Linked DNA regions of Mus musculus: region 2 is linked to region 1. A link is a contact called in public Micro-C data. All regions are on one chromosome and are shown on one strand. The core of a region is the stretch at or near the end of the contact, and the rest is flanking DNA. Distances in the headings are between cores, read along the strand shown. Region 1 holds the start of Foxd2 (forkhead box D2). Region 2 holds the start of Rnf220 (ring finger protein 220).

What was found. Hi-C and Micro-C count contacts between places; a contact is called where the count stands out from the background.
Region 2: a contact with region 1 is called in a Micro-C map of embryonic stem cells, with 5 times the contacts expected there. The contact joins the promoter of Rnf220 here to the promoter of Foxd2 in region 1. A contact is called at or near these places in 1 of 39 promoter capture datasets (hippocampal neurons) and 1 of 484 Hi-C or Micro-C datasets (embryonic stem cells).

The regions. Positions count from the first base shown.
Region 1 is chr4:114,904,518-114,911,457 of GRCm38.p6, forward strand. Foxd2 (forkhead box D2) reads right to left here and starts at 4,381. Exons shown (of 1, transcript NM_008593.3): 1 at 1,763-4,381. The coding sequence starts at 4,304. The coding sequence ends at 2,826. It overlaps Foxd2os (forkhead box D2, opposite strand), which reads left to right and starts at 4,740. Exons shown (of 4, transcript NR_030721.2): 1 at 4,740-5,141.
Region 2 is chr4:117,491,986-117,498,707 of GRCm38.p6, forward strand. It overlaps Rnf220 (ring finger protein 220), which reads right to left and starts at 5,067. Exons shown (of 15, transcript NM_025739.3): 1 at 4,698-5,067. Gm12827 (a long non-coding RNA gene) reads left to right here and starts at 3,752. Exons shown (of 5, transcript XR_868034.2): 1 at 3,752-4,743.

The sequences.
Region 1 (6,940 bases), core at 3,131-5,630:
CCAAACTAATTTAATTTTCATGGCAGAGGTTTGTGGAGTTGAAAGGTCTTTTTTTTTTCCCAGAGAAAACAATTTCCCCAGGCTGTACACACACACACACACACACACACACACACACACACACACATACACACACACACACATTCACATACACCCCTACTCAAGTAAAAAGAAACAAAACCATACTCATCAAATTTGGAGCCATGCAAGTCAGTGAAGCAGCAGGTCAGAGACCATTATTCCAGTACTGGAGAATATTTCTCAATCCAGACCTCTGAAGCTAATCTAGTTTCTGGTCTATTTGGTAAGATGGTGGGAAGGTAGCATTCTATCTCCCTGACCTCTTATTCTTTCAGAGATGGGGGAGGGAGACTCTTGGCATCTTGACAGAACTATGTTCACCACTCACACCTGAGCCTTGTCTCCCTGGAGACCTTTAGTGACACCTCAACAATCCCTCCCCAGTTCCAGTGTTTCCCCTCCGAATCCTGATGTACTGCACGCCTCTTCCTTCTTTCCCTGTCAGCTAAGGGATACTAGTGAGTTCTGGGTAATTTATTTTGTCCACACCCCCAAGTTCTTTGCATCTGGGTCTCTGACACTGACTTCTACTTTCTCTGTTGTTTATCTTCACTTAAGAGATAAACAGAGCCTTTGCTCTGACTCTGTCAGTTTTCTGTAAAGGCTGAAAGAATTGCCTCTTCCTGCACTCCCACATGCTTCGCCTACAAACTCAGTGGAATATACAGAAAAGGGATAACCACCTTCCACTTCACCCAAAACATTACCTTCACCCCCAATGGTTACAGATCTAGCTATTGGGAATCTCAAGCACAAGGCAGAGAGCACAAGGGTCCAATGCACCGTGGATAGTCTTAATCCGACCAGGAGGCAGGAGTTCCTGGCTGTGAACATGGCTCCAGGAACCAAGACCTTTGCCCTAACAGAGTGAACCCCCCTCACTGTTTAGTTGATCATATCCTCTAGCCCACTCAAGCTGGGTGAGGATGAGCTTTCTAACTCAGTTTGTACAGTCCCTAAATAAAGCCTTCCACTGTCAGAAGTGTGTGGGAGTGGGGGTTCTAAAGGCCCTCTAGGGGCCAAAAGAAATGCCCTCCTATTAGACAGTGACTAATAGTCATGGCACATATTCATGGACACACATAGAAACAAAAACTCAAACATGCCTGAAATACACTCCTTATACACACACGCGCACACACACACACACACACACACACACACACACACACGAACAAAAAATCCCAGGGTGACCAAGACAAATACAAAACCAAACCACCAAAATCTTCATTGAAAAGCTCCTGCACACACAGAAAAAGGAGAGTCATACAAAATATGATTCAAGAGGCATGGACTAGTACTCAGTAGCCACAGTGCTCCAGCACTTAGCACTGAAATCTGCCTAGTCCACACTAAAATCTATACTAGAAGAAGGTGAGACGTCTGGGGTGCAGTAGAAAATAGAATCCCTCTGCCCAGCCCCAGGCTTTTGCCCTTCCTTGTACCAGAGTGAAAATGAAAGTGGTCACAGGCTTCCAGAGACCTGGCCCAGTTGGAAGCAGAAGGCCCCAGCAGTGTCTAGAGCCTCCCTCCACCATCTGACTAGCTCAAAGCTTCCTTAGTTTTGAGCTTCTCACCTAGCTCTTTCTCCCTCTCCCTCTGCTGGGGAGCTTGAGGTCTTCTAGGAGAGCCTCGACAAGGACAAGGGAGTTCGGGCAATCAGATTGAACTGGTGACTGCTGCTAAGTTCACATACATTTATTCAATTGACACCAATGAAGAGGGAGAGGGAGACAATTTTTTTTTCTTCCATACAGACCATCAGACGATTTCACAGAGTCTCCGCTAAGTGGAGAAGTCTAAATCAATGCACACCAGTGGACAGAGAATGCGTTGGGGAGGGGGGCAGCCCGCTGTACAGATATTTACATATAACTATAGGAGCCCCCCCCCCGCCACAGCTCTGTGCCCTTGCCCACCCAATTCCCACCTCTCCAGACCCTCTTCTCCCACCCACTCTCATTGCCTTTAACTACAATAAATATCACAGGGCCTGGGGCAGAGGAGAAGGCCAAGAGGACCGCTAGCCCTGGATGGCTGGGCCTATGGACCACGGGAAAAGCCAAAGAGGGCTTTTTTTAAAATAAAAAATAAAATAAAAAACAGCCAAACACCAGAGAGAAAACATTTTCCTCGGGGAAATGGGCTCTGCGGTTTCTTCAAGGATTGTGGAGACCCCGTTTCACTTCTCTTAGCTTCCCGACTGTGAAGAGCCTGCCTTAGGCTTGGAGGGAACCAGCTTCCTTGAAGAACAGCAAAAGGAACCAAAAAAATTTTTTTTGAAAATTTCTCTTAAGCACAAAGCAGATAACAGATGTCTTTAAATTATAATATTGGATGAGCGGGTCTCAAAGTTGAGGAAGGAATGGGGCAGTGGGTTTTTTCAAGCCATGGGTGATTCTGGCGCGATCCAACAACCGACAGGCGTATCTCTGCCAAAGCATTCTCTGACTGTGAAAGGCGCAAAGGCAAGACACAGAGAAGGTTCCTGCTCTCCTTTTTGATGCTCAAACAGAAAAGCGGTCTCCGCTTTAAACCTATTGCGTAGATCAGGGAGGCCAGGGAGCCCGCTTCGTCCCAACTGCCGGTGACATTCTGAGCTTGCAGCTTGAAGTGCCCGATAACGCGCGACGGCCTAGGTCTGGAGACTCTTCATAAATAGACTCCCTGAATTCCGCTGGGACCGGCCGAGCTCCCCAGAGAGGTTAAGGAGTGAGGGCCTAACTGGCCCGAGCCCGGTGCGGTCAAAAGTGGCAGCCACTGAGGCCCGCGACTTTGCTGGCAAACGAGGGCCCTGAAGACAGGAGTGAGTCCCCTGGGTGCGAGAGGCGGATGTGGCCAGCCACCGGAGTCAGGGCCGGGGCAGTCAGCATGGCCAAGACTTGGGCTTGACCCCCAGGACCTGCGGCTGCGGCGAATGGCGATCCCGGAGAACCGTCGCCGCTGCCCGGGGGTGCGGCCCCGCCACCACCGTGGCCCATGATGTGGTCTATAGAAAAGGAAGGCCTCTGGCCTGTCCCCGCGCCCCCGCCACCCGCACCACCGCCGGCGTCCGTCTTGAGGCCCTGACGCAGGAGTGCAGTGGACAGGCTAGCCGCTGTGCCAGCTGCGGGGGGACTCAAGGACGCGGGGTAGAAAGCCTTGGCGCAACCCAGCTCTGCGCCTAGGAAGGCAGGCAGCCCTGCGGGGCTCGGGCCAGATCCCGGGGCAGGCGCAGGGGCCGGCGCCGAGGCCGCGCTTGCGAAGACCGAGGCCGTCGGAGGTCCGGGAGGAGGCGCCGCGGCGCGGCCCGGGGGAACTGACAGCTGGCAAGGCGCGGTGGCGGCGAAGGCGAAGGCGTGCGGGTGCGGATGCGGGTGTGGGGCCGGGCCCGGTGGAGGTGCACCGTAGGCCGGGAGCGCCAGCCCGTAGCCGTAGCCGTAAGCGCCGTAAGCGGCGAAGCTCGAGAGGAAGGCGCCAGGGTCCCCGGCCGCGGCAGCCCCGCCACGCAACAGCAGCTCCGGGTGAGGATGCGGGTGTGGATGCGGTGGCGGCAGAGGCTGCCGCTTGAAGCGCTTGCGGCGCCGCAGGAAACTGCCGTTGTCGAACATGTCGGCCGACTCCGGGTCGAGCGTCCAGTAGTTGCCCTTGCCCGGGTTGCCCGGCTCGCGGGGGATCTTAACGAAGCAGTCGTTGAGGGAGAGGTTGTGGCGGATGCTATTCTGCCAGGCAGGGAACTTCTCCCGGTAGTAGGGGAAGCGGCCGCTGATGAACTCGCAGATCTCGCTCAGCGTCAGGCGCTTCTTGGGGCTCTGCAGGATGGCCATGGTGATGAGGGCGATGTACGAATAAGGTGGTTTCACCAGAGGGCTCCGTGTCGCCGCGCCCCCCGACGGCGGCCCGGGTCCCGGCCCCGGCCCCGTTGCGCCTCGGGCTGCCTGCACGCCGGGCCCCGGGCTTCCCGCTGCGGCCGCCGCCCCCCGGGGCGCTAGAGCGCGGGGCTCGCAGTCAGAGCAACCTCCCGACTCTTCCTCGTCCTCAGCCACGTCCGCCTCGGCTTCCTCCGGGGGAGGCTCGTGGCCGTGAGGGAGCACGTCCCGAGGGGCGCGGGGCCCGGAGCGGGCTGTGAGCTCCCCCCCACCGCTGCCGCCGCCCACCACGTCTATGTCTGCGTCGGGCTCAGACAGCGCGGCCGGGGAGCTCTCGGAGGACATGATCTCGCAGCAGCAGCTGCCCAGGGTCATGGTGCCGCCGCCGCCGCCGCCGCCTCCTCCGCCGCCTCCTCCGCCGCCGCTCTCCGGCTCCGCTCGGCCCGCGGCTCCGGCTCCGCCGTGCTGCCTCTCCGACCAGTGTGTTTTGCGCGCGGGCGGGGAGGGGGCGGAGGACAGGGAGGGGATGTCCCCTAGCTCCTCAGCGCCCCCTGGTGTTGAAACTCTAGGACTTTCACCCTGCAGGGCGCACCCAACCGGTGCTGCCCCGGGACTAGAAAACCAGGCACTGGAGAAGAGCAGTAAAGCAGCCCGTTACTCGGTCGAATCTGGGCTTCTGGGCCCCTAGACACATAAGTGGGGCTTCAGGAGATTAGTCCCTCCCGCCTGGTGGCAGCCTAAGGCGGAAGAACTGTGGGCCCGGGGCGGAGCTCTCTGGGCAGGGTGGGGCGGGGAAGGAAGGGGGCGGGCAGAGGTCCTCTGCTCCCGGGCCCGGCGGGAACAAACTGCCGCGGTGGCGGGAGCTAGGCTCGCTTGGCTGGAGGCGGGTCATCCTTCTCCTCGCAGCTCCCGCAACCCCGTGGCTCCCTGGAGCCACCACCACCTTCAGTGCGCTCAGTTACTGGAAGTCAAAGCTTATGCCGGCGCAGCTGCATCTGGTGGTGGCAGTGGCTACAAACCTCCTCTCCTCATCTCCCCAAGGCGGCGCCCGGGCCACCCGGGCCGAAGCGCGGATGGATCGCCAGTGAGCCGAGATGGCCAGACCGACGCCGCGGACAAGGACCTACTGGAGGCTAAGGGAGTTCTGGAGGACAAGTGAAGAGAGTGATCCAGAGGAACAAACTCGGGCGCCGGAAGATCCTACTCAGATAGGTGAGAAATGTCTGCGGTGGTCCTCTCTTTCCCCTCCAAGGCCCTGGCCCTGCCACTGTCCCCAGGAAGACCGTCTGCTCTCACTCCTCTTAGTGATTCGTCTCCGCATTCGCCGCATTCTCCGCACACCCACAGGTCCTTAGCTTGGGTTTGCAGGATTGATTTTTTTTTTTTTTTTTTTTTTTTTGTCTCAGCATCTCAATCTTTATAATTGTCTCTCTTGACCCCCGTGCATATCCTGCGGAAACTGAGTTTTCCTGGATGTTTGTTCCTAAGTCTAACAATCCCGCTCTTAATTTCCGGATTTAGAGACTCTTACAACAGAACTCTCACGGAGATGTCCCCCCGAAGAAACTTAACCTCATCCCTGGGCCAGTGTTGCCCTTTTATCTGGGGACTTTCTCCACAGAAGGTTGGTCCAGTATGCTTTTTCTGCTAGCCAGATTCTTTTGCCCATCTTTATCCCTCTTCCCTACTCTTCCTCTAGGACCCAGAAACAAGTTGCTCAGGTTTATACTGAGCCCATTTCAACCTCTTGGGGCTGGAAGGGATTGGGAGAAGGTAAGAACTGGACAGAGGCTGGCTGTTGCCTCAACAGCGCCTCACAGTGGCCAAGGCTCCAGCATAGGGGGCCTCAATACCTGCTGTGCACTCCCAGCGCTCTGTGACCCTCCTTAGGTAACTTCCTTTCAGGGCCCTACTTTCCTGGTGTGCACCGCAGGATTAAGAGCAGGACCGGGGGACTTAAACTGCTGGGATCCCAATTTTGGTTTCACCAGTTTCCAGCTGTCTCACCTGGCTAATTTTAATCTTTTTGCCTGACTCTTCCTCTAAAATAAAATTTAAAACACCTACCTCAAGCCTGACACGATGGTTAGCCCTTGCTTAAGTAACTTCAGCATTCAGAATGCTGAGGCGGGAGGTTTGCTTCAAGTTCTAGGCCAGCCTGAGCTTCAGATGAGACCCTGACTCAGAATCAAGTAAGTAAATAAAGTAAGATGAATTTACCGTGTGACCAATATGTAAAGGTAGCCATCGAAGGCCACTGATTGCGTAGACTCTGGGTGCCCTATTCTCTGGGAGGGAAGGTGGTCAGGGAAAATGTGGTCTCCCACCTTGTAGTACCATCTACAGTAACATCTCTAAACCATGTGCTGAAATGTGTGTGTGTGTGTGTGTGTGCGCGCATGTGCGCGCATGGAGGGTATGTGGAGGATAAACTGGGAGTAAGGCAGTGAGGAGGAAATTTGCTGAATGTAAGCAAAATGTAAGGATGGGTGAACCCCTTTATCTAACTGCAACCTTCATTGATGAAGGCAGGGATTCTCCAAGCCCCCTCTGGAACCTCTGAAAAAGGGGATCACTTAGTGTGTTGGGTCTGCATAAACCAAGTATTCCTGGGGAAAGGAATAGGTCCAGCACTCAAAACAGGGACAGTAAATTGAACAGACTAGTGGCCCTGGAAGTGGAATGTTCTGGCAACCACTTGCATACTTCAAGTTTGCTTTGCTTAATGGAGTACCCTCTCTCCCACGAGATTCCACTCAGATACTCCACACCACCAACCACATCCTTACTCCTCCCCAGCTCGTCTCTGCCAGCATCCCAATAAGTAAAGAGAAAACTAACATTGGGGGGCTGGTGAGATGGCTCAGTGGGTAAGAGCACCCGACTGCTCTTCCGAAGGTCTGAAGTTCAAATCCCAGCAACCACATGGTGGCTCACAACCACCCGTAATGAGATCTGATGCCCTCTTCTGGTGTGTCTGAAGACAGCTACAGTGTACTTACATATAATAA
Region 2 (6,722 bases), core at 3,817-6,316, 2.6 Mb after region 1:
GGAACGTGGGTCCAGAGCTGTTCCAAGGGGTCTAAGCAGCTCTTCAGAACAGAAAGGAACACACCGCGTGTCTGTCAAGCCTCAGTATAGCAGGCTGGCTGGAGGAAAGGACAGACATGACACCCCAGGGGTGAGGGGGAGGAATGCTTCTTCCCCAAATAACTGTCCCCAGGATTCACTTTCCATCTTTACTTCCTAGATCACCTCATTATGTTAAACGACTTTCATAAATTAGTGATCTGGCGACAGCACCGGACACTCCAATAGGACGCGGTCAATCACTCAAACCTGCGAATTCATTTGAAAACTTCATTATACTGAAAATAAATCAACAATATTTTTCCAGGCCACATCTCTTTTACTCTACTGTGTGGGCGTTGGTCTCTGCAAGGGAGGGGGGGAGTTTTGTTTTTTCTTTTCCCTTTTCTTTCTTTCCCCCTCCTCACATTAACAGTATAGATGAGGCTTCAGCAGACCACAGTCATTATGAAAATCTATAGTTAATACACTCCCAATGTCAAAATGTCATGGGTTTAAACACAGAACCCAAAATAAGAAAACTAACTGACCCTCTTAATTAAAAAAATATGGATTGTAAGATAATCAGCTTGATGGTACATTTGGGTGACTGTGAAGAACTGGGCAGATAGGAAGTAACTGGTACTTTTCTGCCTCTATGCTGATTTTTTTTAATTTAGCACTTCGTGCAAATCCAGATTAAAATAACTCCAGCTATTGATCCGAGCAGTGGAATTGACATTAATTTTAGTTCACTTCTCACTTTGCAAAGGGATCAATAGGAAGTAATAACAGCTGACATCCCTGCTGAAAGGAGGAGAAAGAAGGGCTGAAGACAGAAATCGAAAAGCAACCAAATAAATCATCAGCTACTTTTCCACGGCATCAGACAAACTCCAAACAGATTGCAAAAAGTCTTTGTTGAATTAACTAAACAAGGAGGAGGGATCAATCCACGAAGCTAAATAAATTGTCCAGCAGGCAGTGAGGTTGGACAGAGGGACCAACAAATATCGAGTTTTTAAATTTTCAAATCCTTGACGTGATGGGTTTGGCTCAGTTCTCTCTGTGTGGGAGTTTGTTTGTTTCTTAAATCATACACCCGACCTTGGTTCAAAGTAGTTACAAAACGTCGGCTAACTGAATAATTAGTGAGATTACTAATTGCGTGGTTAAACATGCCAGAAGCAAGACAAATGAAGAAGCCGGCTTTTAGAATGTGCAATTATCTGATACTAGGCTGGTGCGTAGCGGTCCGCGCTCTCTGGTGCAAACTAGCCACTTTCGTGTAGAAAAACCGAAAGCCAGACAGAAAGTCCCAACGAGTGAGCGGTTTCCCACCCCTGCCTAGGGTCCGGACCTCTTCCCCGGCTCTGGGGATGGCAGTGCAAAGAAGCAGTGTCGCTGCTACTGCTGGCTGTTGAGAGCCAAACCCACTTGGAAATGACTGCCACAAAGCAAGCTCTTTCCCAGAGCCGAGCTCAGGGCGCCCACCAAACTAGGACTCTGCTGGCAATTAAAATGCACACGCAACGCTTCTCTGCTTATTACAACAGGTGACATTTTTGTGGTCTCTGAATCGTTTCCAAAAGCCATGACTTAAAATAATAGAACAAATTAAACGATATTTTCCTTTGCATAAATAAACTTTTAAAAAATTAACAGGCAACTTAAAAAGCAAAGAACAATGGGAAATGGGGCCAGAATAGCGGGGGGTATTCGAAGAACGAAGGAAAGATTTTTTTTTAAGTTCACAGACTTCGCTTGAAGAGAACCCCCCCCCCCCCGCACACATGCCCAACGGGTATGTGGAAACACCTCCCTAACAGAAATTTTACCACCATATGCAAAGGTTCAGGGAGCATAATGCTAATACAGCTCCCAGGTTAGGGCCGACGCCTGAGAACTGGCTGGGTAGCCGGTGGCACATTTAGACCTAGACCCTGTTCTAGCTTGGCCATCGGATGCGAATCCGCGACAGCCTCACTGGTCCGAGAGCACGCGGAAGCGGGGATGCTGAGCGTGCGGGTGCAGATTTCAGCGATGAAGAGCCTCAACCCAGAAGAAAAATAACTCTTTTAGGGAAAACGAGAAAAGAAGACGGGAAGGAGAAACCTATTAAAAACTTGGGGGTCAGCGCTGAGCCAAACCCACCACACTCCGTGGCCTGACCCCTCTAGCTCCCTGTTGCCTTTGTACAAAGATCCTAACAACCTCCGCTTGAAAACAATTTAACTTTGGGGAACCGAGGCACCAGTCCTGGAAGAAACACAAGCCCGGGAGCTCTGGTCTGAAGGCTCACACGGCCTGGGGACAGGGGCTGAAAGCAGCAGCCTTCGAGCAAAGTCCTAGGACCCGGAGGCCCTACACCGCCCCGCCCCGCGGGTCACCGGGGCGCGGTGGCTGCGAGCCCCTCGGCCGTCAGCCGCCGACTCCTCCACCCCGCTCCGCTGCCCCCGCGGTTCCCGTACTGCGGCAGTGGGGTGCAGCAGGTTGAGGCTCTACGGCTCCCTCAGTCGCTGCCCGGGAGCAACACCCCGAGAACAGGTGTGCCCCCGCTCGCTCGGTGCCGGGACCCAGTGCAGCGCCGCTACCCGAGTCCTCGGATTCCCCCTCCAGGCCCCGGAACGCAGCGATGGAACTCACGCCACTTAGCCCCGGGCTCCGCCGGCCGGGAGGAATCGGAACGGGAAACGCCCGGCGCGCTTTTTCTCCACGCTCTTTTCTGCCTTTACACTTTGCTCATTTTCCCTTTGCGAGAAAAGCCGGGGGGCTGTGTGCAGGGCCCCAGCTAGCTCGGCTGCCCCCCCGGTTCTACTCACTGCCTCCTTCCTGCTAGCCCTCCTTCTATTTTTATTCCCCCCCCCAAAAAAAACCCTAAAATGCGTCTCAGGCGGAGGCCACAGTGGAGGCGGGAGGTAGGTCGTGGCTGCAAGACGTCGTGAGCAGAGAGCGCCTGTGCTTTCCCTTTCAGCTGCTTCTGGGGCAGCGAAGGGGCGCAGGAGAAAGACCTGGGACGACACAGGCCACCCAGACAGAGCCGCGCCCCATCCGGGTGGCCCTGGCCCTAAGCACTCCAGCCACCCGATGTGCGTCCGGCCCCCCCGGCCCAGGCCCCGGGGCCTTGACTAGAGCGGTGACCCGGACCAGAGAAGGCAGTGCGTTCTTAATGGGAAGGGAGAATGTGTCCTCTGCTTTCCAACACCCCGAGACCTCGTCACCTCGGGGCTCCAGCACGCCCTGGCGGGCCACGGTCACCCGGGCCTCGAGCTCTTGCCGGGGATACTGTAGCGCAGGACGAACCTCGCATCCCTAGATGGCCTCGCCACCGTGGGCGGCCTCGCCCGGGGGGCCATACGGAAGCTCTCTGCCCAAGTTTGTTGTGCCCTGGAAGAAAAGCCTTTCTCTTACAAAACACAAAGGCGAAACGCCCAGGCCGAGCCCTGAAAAGCTTCGGGTTGGGGGTGGGGGGGCGGCCGGAGGCTCCGGCGCGCGGTGGCTGGGACGGGCTCCGCCGGGCGGAGGAGGTCGCTCGGCCCCGAGTGACGAGCGCGGCGGCGGTGGCCGCAGGACTGCAGCAACCGGCGTGCTCGCTGAAAAGTTTTGCTCTCAAGTCGGAAGAAGAGAAATTGTTACTCAGTTTAAGGCAGGTAGAAGATGTAAAAAAAAAAAAAAAAAAAAAAAAAAAAAAAAAAAAAAAAAAAAAAAGAAAAAAGAAAAGAAAAGAAAAGAAAAAAAGAAAAAGAAAAAACACCACACACACAAAAAGCAAGCTCGTGATTTTACAAGATCGTCCTCCCACCTCGCTCCTTATAATCGCTGGAAGAGGGGATCCCGCCCCCCCACCCCCAATCCCAGGAGACCGGCACGGAACGCGTTACTCTAAGGCCGGCCAGTCCAACCCAGTGGAGCTGGGAGTTTACCGGTTACAGATAGCACGGTTCACCTCAGTGGCAGCACCTGCCTTCATCCTGCAGGCGGAGGTTTTCCCCATCCCACCCCCACCGCACCCCCCGGCTCTCCTTCTCCATCCTTCACACCCGTCCTCGTCAGGAAAAAGTAAGCCGAGCCTCTGGGGACCCCAAGGCTCCGGAGCCTGCGGGGTACCCCACCGGGTCGGCAATGTGTTGTGCGGCTGGGATCGTTTCTCAACAGATCGCCCCTTTCCTATCCCGCCCGCCGCCTGAGAGTCCCCACTGAGTAACACTCAGACCGGGCCCGCGGAAATCACAGCGGGGTGCACCGGGAAGCCGGGCAGGAGAGCTTACTCGCGGTCGACCCAAACAAAGTGGAAATGGGGCTTATAAAAAGATGGAGAAGTCCTGCTCCCTTCCCCTGGCTATCCCCCTCGCCCTCCCTACTTGTCCAATTCCAGCGTCTGGTCCCTCCCCCTTGCACCCCCCAAATAAAACACATTAAGGAAAACTCAAGACGGAAAGTTTGAGTGAGGCAGCGCACTGAGCGCGCCGGGCACCGACAGCCAAGGAGGCTCGGTCGCCAAGATCTAAGACGCGGCAGTGCAGGTCCCAGTCCCTGTCCCTGTCGCAGGGGAGCCGCCCGAATCCCTGGGAGACCAACCCCGAAAGTTAGCCAGGTTCCTCAGCAACCCGGCCACCCTCGCGCCCACCCCTCTTGTGTACGCACACGCATCCACACCCCTTTCTGGGCTCCGTACTTGCCGTGGAAATTCCTGGGGAGAACGATCGCACTTTTCAGGACACCAAGGTAAGAAGACGGAGAGTGTGGTGCATGAAAAGTCCCGGGTGCGCAGAGCCGGCGGGGGCAGCGGCGGCGGTGGTGGCGGCAGCGGCAGCAGCAGCAGCAGCAGGCGGCTGGCCCCGGGTTTGTGCTCGCGAGCTGCCTGGGATTGCATGTACAGATCAAGAGACTCTGTTGGTGTGAGAGAAGAGCAGTGCTGCCTCTCAGCGCTGGCTCTAATCAGTGAATGAGCCTCCACTCTCCCAGGGACTCGGAGGCGCACACACACGCGCGCGCGCACACACACACTCACACACACATGCACGCACACATTCTCTCACACTCACACACATACAGGCACTCTGAGCACTGAATACATTAGGGTACTAAGGGACTCTGGGAAATGGAGTCCAGACCCCGGGCACTCCGGGAGAGCAGCCCTGGCTGCCCTCACTAGAGGGCTGGATGGTCTTAGGTGGCCCGCCCAAGTGGAAACTAGAGAGGTCTTTTGCCTTTGTTTACATCTCTCCTCCTTTCCCTTCGGAGAAATCTGACTGACCGCGATTCTTTTTTGAACTAAAGTGACCAAGGGGAAATGGCTAAATCTTTTAAGCCTGACGTCAGGGCTGCTCGCTGACCACCAAACCTTGGCTCCAACATAAAACTCTACCCTTTCCCCCCCACCCCCCGCCCCCGAAAGATCCTACCTGCTGTGTAGTGCTTCGAATGTTTAGTGCTTTGAATATTACTTTGGGTCTTTGCCTATAAAAATAAAATTGTAAGTGAATATGAATAAAACTGACATTTAGACAGAGAGGAAAAGGGGCCTAGTTTAACACCCAGATTTGTGAATAAAAATTTCCCTGGTGTCACTGATGTTTATAATATAGTTCTTTCTCTTCAAATTGTTAATTCATGAGGTATAAAAAGATATATTGGGGAAATAGAGAATTAACATTATTGAGAACCTTCTAAGACCCAAGCTATGAGTCCAAATGTCATTCCACAATCTCATTTAGCCCTTTAATTCTGGAGATAATATTTCTAGTTTTTAAAAAGAAGAAACTGAGGCTGGGTTTTGTGACTTACTTCTAGGTACACAGCTAACAGGGAAGGCAGGTAGGCCCCGCTGAGAAGGCAAAGCCCAGCTGAAAGCTAATCCTGGCCTCTGAAGTAATTCCTTTGTTTTGTGGCTTGGTTTCTAAAAAGTCAGGTTTCTCATCTGGAAAAAATTTCTCTTCCCTAGGATACATGAGGATAATCCATCCTGCGAAGAACCTCCCAGGATTATAGTCTAAACCAGAATGAGACCAATATTCCATTCTGATGTGACTTTTTCGTCCCTTTTTCTCATGTTTAACATGTGCTTAAGTTTGTATAGAACTGGGCTCTGTGGTTGATGCCTGTAATCCCAGCACCCAGGAGGCAGATGCAGGAGGACTGCTGAAAGTCCCAGCACAGCCTGGTCTACACAGGGAGTTCTAGGCCAGCCAGGGCTAGGAGTGAGACTCTCAACAAAAGGTACTAGCTAAGTTCCTGTGTGGTGATTACACTTAAAATGTTTAATTAGCAGCTCTTTAAATGAGCAGCTAATAGGCTCACCTAGACTTCTGTGACCATGACTACCTCCATTCACAGGATTCAATTGGCTTAGGGACTTCTAAGCCTCTAGCCATACCAGTCATGCATTGGCACTATTGTTAATTAGACTGCTCTTTTCTGTTGAGTTATAAACGTTATGTGGGCAAGAACTATGCTTGATTTTTTTTTCAAGAGAATCATCTAAGTATCTGACAATGTCAGTATATAGGAGTATTAAAAATGAACAGATACAAGCCAGGCAGTAAAGGCTCTCACCTTTAGCCAGACAGGAGACAGAAGCTGTCAGATCTCTATGAGTTCTAGGTCAGCCTGGAGTACAGGGAGAGTTCCCAGGACAGCCAGAACTATATAGAGAAACTGTCTCAAGAACAAACAAACCAAAACAAATATGCCTTGAATGTGCA